Regions from separate parts of the Mus musculus genome. Here region 1 is linked to region 2. Evidence: chromatin contacts called from public HiChIP or PLAC-seq data. All regions are on one chromosome and are shown on one strand. Each heading gives the region's core, a stretch centred on a gene start, on an enhancer-like site or on the middle of the called end of the contact. The rest is flanking DNA. Distances are from core to core; before and after follow the strand shown.

The links. HiChIP or PLAC-seq counts read pairs in DNA pulled down with a chosen protein or histone mark.
Region 1: a FOXA1 HiChIP or PLAC-seq map of pancreatic cancer cells shows a contact between it and region 2. The contact joins two enhancer-like sites. A contact is called at or near these places in 1 of 15 datasets of contacts at CTCF or cohesin (embryonic stem cells), 8 of 484 Hi-C or Micro-C datasets (embryonic stem cells, primordial germ cells and stem cell-derived neural progenitor cells), 2 of 115 datasets of contacts at active chromatin or transcription factors (embryonic stem cells and pancreatic cancer cells) and 1 of 9 other capture datasets (embryonic stem cells).

Annotation. Positions count from the first base shown.
Region 1 is chr10:85,654,796-85,657,498 of GRCm38.p6, forward strand. All of the region lies in intron 16 of Btbd11 (BTB (POZ) domain containing 11), which reads left to right. Among named protein-coding and RNA genes, the nearest start is that of Gm6713, 55 kb to the right of the region's middle. Within about 2 kb of position 1,311, at least 26 of the 459 cell types and tissues checked have an H3K27ac peak or open chromatin away from gene starts, as enhancers often do. A contact at or near this core is called in pancreatic cancer cells, where this site is marked.
Region 2 is chr10:85,349,904-85,352,603 of GRCm38.p6, forward strand. No RefSeq gene overlaps it. Among named protein-coding and RNA genes, the nearest start is that of Gm34712, 3.7 kb to the left of the region's middle. Within about 2 kb of position 1,353, at least 12 of the 459 cell types and tissues checked have an H3K27ac peak or open chromatin away from gene starts, as enhancers often do. A contact at or near this core is called in pancreatic cancer cells, where this site is marked.

The DNA.
Region 1 (2,703 bases), core at 61-2,560, 300 kb after region 2:
CTTCAGTGACAAGAATTACATCACAGACTCATTCCTCAGGCCTGGACTGGGCTCTCAACTCTGCTTCCTAATCAGGCACTAGCTGATGTCTCTGTTAACCAGTAATCTTGAATAGAAGATTTTAGAACGGTGGGCCTCAAAATGTGGTCTCCAACTCAACAGCAGGCACAAGGAATTTATTAGGAAATCATACCCCAGATTTATCAAACCAGAAACTTGGGAGGTGGGGCGGGGAGAGAGGTTGTTCCTAGGCAGTCGCATCTATCAAGCCAAAAATTGGGGGTGAGGGGTGTTCCTGATTCCAGTGTAAGTTCAAGTGTGTGTTAATTATGTTTCTGTTGCTGATAAAACACCACAACAAAGGCAGTTTATAGAGGGAAGGGCTAATTTGGGCTTCCAGTCGGATAAGAGTCTGTCATGGTAAGAAGGCATAGCAGCAAGAGGCAGGCTTGATGGCAGGAGCAGGAAGCTGAAGGCTCACATCTTCAATCAGCGAACACAAAGCAAAGAAAATGGATTTGAATGGGTGTGAGGCTTTTAATCTCAAAGCCTGCCCCCAATGTCATACTTCCTCCAGCAAGGCTATATCATCTAAACCTTTCCAAACAGTGTGCCACCAACTGAGAACCAAGTGCTCCAATGCCCCAAACTGTGGGGGGACACTTCTCAGGCAAACTATGCAAACTACCACTTTCCTTCCTGTTTCTGTGCTCTTTCTCTCTCTCATATTCACATGATATTCTGGTTAGTGTGGATTACACCCAAATCTGGCTCCTAAGAATCTAAGCATTTTTCTTTTTCTTTTTGAGAGAGTCACTATATAGCTGGCTTTGAATTCTCCATCCTTCTGCTTTGACCCTGAAGACTGAAATTTTTACCTGAACCCCAACTAAGCAGTATTTGTCTTCACCTTAAATGGGTTGCTTTGCATAGTGGCACTACCCAGAGAGACCTTCTGTGCTCAGGAAGAGGACCAGTGTCTTCTTCCTCTCCTCCCTTAACCATGACCGTTTGATCACTGTGGGTAGCTTTTCTGTGGCTTTCCACCTTGGCTGAGTCCTGTCTGTATCCTAAGAGTCCTTAGCATGTTCCGTCAGCAGCACATGCCCTGATGTAATAATGAAAACTGATGCCATGTGAGTCCCAGCAGGGAATACAGGCCAAGAGCACCCATGACAGGGGAGCAGCCTCCTACTATACCCTTGTGGCCAGGGCCTCTGTTTTGACAGACATCAGCTTCCACTTCCAAGATCCCATCCTGGAGTGGTGCCAGTATTAACATCTGCCATTTGTGATATTTGCATGTGGGAAAGGGCAGGGCCAGCTGCTTCCTGCCCTGTGTGTACACTACTCCTCTCAGCTACGGACGGTGCAGCCTCCACAGATGATCCCCAGCCACTGGGATTCTTGTACTGACAGATTGTGCTGCGGGTTGACTGTAGAGCAATAAGAAGCAGGGAAGCACCAGTTGCTACAGACACTTAGAGTAAACAGCCAGGTTCCAAGTGTTCACAGGGACGTCCCCAGCATCCTCTGTGCTTCAGGGAAGTACTTGAGACAGCTATGGCATTTAGACAGATGAGAAACCTGGCCCTTTGATGCATCTCTTCTTAGCATCTCTTAGCATCTCTTCTTCCCAGACGCTGTCTTGACTGCTCAGGGTTGAGCCTCTGATGGCCCTTTCAGGTTGTCTGTGTTTGAAAAAGAAGACAAGCTGATTCATCAAATACGGGAAGGCTCAGTCACGGTACCAGTATTGTGAGGGAAAGAACACAGGAGTGTCCTCCTCTAGGGCTTATTGACCTACGTTTTCATGACTAGGATCGTACTCATCTGAATGTAATAAAGAAATCGGTAAGGCATTCTAGGCCCAGTGACTCATTCCTGTAATCCCAACACTCTGGAGGCAGAGGCAGGAGGATCAGAAGGTGGAGACAGTCCTCAGCCACAGAGAAAGTTGGAATTCAGCAGCCAAGTATGTGAGACCCTCATCTTAGAAAAGAAATTAGTAAGGCACGATCTCAGCATTTGAAGATGTAACAGGACAATAAGCTGCAAGCATGTTCTGCGGAGCGGCAGATAATCATCGGCAACTTTGCTCGCAATACCGCAGGCTTGGGAGGAGAGATGGTTTGTTTTAGTGTTTTATTTTGTTTGCCCCTACCTGATTCCACCTCTAGTGTAGAAACAATCACGCACAAGCAGATAACCAACAGTGTGGCTGTATTCTATTAAAACTTTATTTATAAAACAAATTGTGAGCTAAATTTAACAGTGGGGTAGGGGGTGGGGGAGCTGTAGTCTATAAGTCTCTGTCTAAGAGATGAGAGATGAGAGTTTCAGTCCCGTGTGGACCTGTTAATTGGTTGTGCGGAGAGGATAAGAAGGTGCTGATCTATAGCCACATTCAGCTAATGTTAGCAGCTATAACAAATGTAAGTATGTTGCATTACATTACTTTTCATTGATACTAACTCGTGTGGCATGACACTTATCTACAAAGCAAGCTCCAAGGGCCACTCTGAGCCTCAGTTTCCCTATCTGTAGAATGAGGTATTGCGGTAAATATTATTTGGGGGTTTCTACCACACCTGAGACTTAGTTCCCAAATAAAAGACACAAAACATTTATATTTATAATAAGCCTTTAAAAACGACAGTTGGGCAGATATCAGTCCTCTCTGCTAGTTTGTCTGCTTCCCTG
Region 2 (2,700 bases), core at 103-2,602:
CTCCGACACAATAACATAGCCTTTATTTTCTACTTTGTCAAGGTTTTATTTTATTTTATACTACCATGGAATGAACAGAGAGCCCCTTTATGTGTCACTTTTAAATTTTCATGTACTTTCGGTAGGTTTGTGACATTTACAGTTCTTATAGGTTTATTCCCTTATAGACTATTCAGATATTGTTTTGAAATATTATGGGAAAGCAAAGCCATTGGAACCTCTGCTAACATTGGGATTATATGAATCTGCATCAGAATTCCCTATGAACAGACTGTCCTTATGGGCTCTGAATGCCAGGAGTCTCTCTGTAACTGTCAAGATTGATCTTGGTTTAATGAGTCCAAGACATAAATAGTAGGTTAGTTCTGACATCATTCTCATTTCTTTGTCTATGACTTTGGCATTCAGCAGATGCTAAAAAATTGCAACATGAGAGTCCATCTTCTGAGCCCAGGCTTAGATACTTAGCTTGAACCCTCTGAGATACATATAGATCAAACTAAATCCACATAGATACAGACTAGATATAGATGATCTAGCCTTCTATAGTCAGGACAGGGCTTCTACTAGAGTTCAGGGTCACTGCATTAGAAATCATCTTCAATGCAGAGATGACAGTCAACTAATCAATATTCCTTGGGCACGGTCATTTATCTGCCTAATGGACATCATACATCTCTGTCTAATGGCTCAGAGTCATTACTTTTTACATGATAGCTAGGCAAGTCCCTGAATATACACTAAGACTATAGTAGATTTTGAGTTGAATATTCTAGGTTTGGGTCCCAACTAACACCACGGCTTGCTTTCTGTTGTAACTCACATAAAAATCTTAATGTCTTCCATTCTTAAATTTCTTATAAACAGCTTAAAAAGAATTTTCTGACTCCTAGGATTATTATAAATGCTTATGGGATTACATTAACAACTGAGTTGGTCAGCAGAACACAGTGATTGTGTCTGTTATTTACAGAACCATCCAACCTGGGTTCAAATTCCAGTTCTACTGCTGAGTTACGGACGAGTCACTAACCTGCGAACAGTTCTGTTCCAGTTTTCTCACCGTGAATAATCAAGGCCTTCTAATGTGTAATAAATATGAGTTTGTATTCATGAAGAGTTTAGCAGATTGCCTGGGAGCTGTGTCTGTGTGTGTGTGTATCTCTCTCTGTGTGTGTATGTGTGTATGTGTGAGAGAGAGAGATCTAAAAAAAATTAACGAAAAATTTTCCATATAGATATTAATTGTCTTCCTTTTCCCCTTTAATCCAGCTGCCTAGCTAGCTCTTCAAGAGAGGAAACGATATTAATCAGATATGCTTAATCATAATGGAGTCATGCTGGCAGGCTGGGAGACTCACTTCCCTTTCTGGAATATTAGTGTTCAGTACAGTAGTCTTGGCATTTGCTCAAGGTGTCTCTGTCTAGCTTGGTAAACATCATTAACCCAGATGAAACTCTGGAAAAGCCTGTGAGTTCAACAGGAATTTGGAGAAGGAAACAATCATGCCGAGCAAGAGCAACATCAGAGCTCTTGAGGACCCAGAAGAGCATAAACAAAAGCCCCATGGAGAAACTAGTAGAATGTTGGGAATGTCAGAAAAGATGTTTCTAGGGTTTGGTAGGAAACACACATTAAAAGAAGAGCTGTGAGCAGTTTATGAGGGTTCCTGAATTCCAGCATCATTCAGCCATAGGAAAATGTTTCTTGTAAATTCTTGGATAAAGAAATAAAAAGGGGAATGGCATATTAAGGAAAATTAGTTTATGAAAGACGATTTGACAGTAGGTGCCAGAATCCTTTGGAAAGTGGATACACATTGGTCCTATGGCTGTGCTTCTAAGGGTTAACTTGAGGAATAAAGTCAAGCTGAGCCCAGATGTTCACCCGTTAAGATGTCCATCTCGCTGTCATGTAAGCCAGAACACATGTGAATGAGAGAATGCCTGGATGCCCAAGCCTGCAGGACCTCCCAGGTAAAGGATGACACACCTATACTCTGGGCAGTCTAGAAACAAATTTACAAAGTCTAGAAACAAAATTAAAGATTAATTTTGAAGAATATATCATGGATTTTTCTTCTTTTCTTTTTGTTTTAATTAGATATTTTCTTTATTTACATTTCAAATGCTATCCCAAAAGTCCCCTATATCCTCCCCCTGTCCGGCTCCCCAACCCACCCACTCCCACTTCTTGGCCCTGGTGTTCCCCTGTACTGGGGCATATAAAGTTTGCAAGACCTAGGGGCCTCTCTTCCCAATGATGACCAACTAGGCCATCTTGTGCTACATACCCAGCTAGAGTTACGAGCTCTGGGGGTACTGGTTAGTTCATATTGTTGTTCCACCTATAGGGTTTCAGACCCCTTGAGCTCCTTGGGTGCTTTCTCTAGCTCCTCCACTGGGGGCCCTGTGTTCCATCCTATAGATGACTGTGAGCATCCACTTCTGTATTTGCCAGGCACTAGCATAGCCTCACACGAAACAGCTATTTCAGGGTCCTTTCAGCAAACTCTTGCTGGCATATGCAATAGTGTCTGGGTTTGGTGGCTGTTTTTTTCTTTTCATATATTTCTATTTTTTTTCAGAAAGAAAAATGTATGGGCATGTAAGTATTCAAAGCTTGGGGCTTAGAATGTGTGTAAGAGCAGAATTATGTGAGTCTAATGTCAGATCAGGCAGGTCCACAAGGAAATTGTA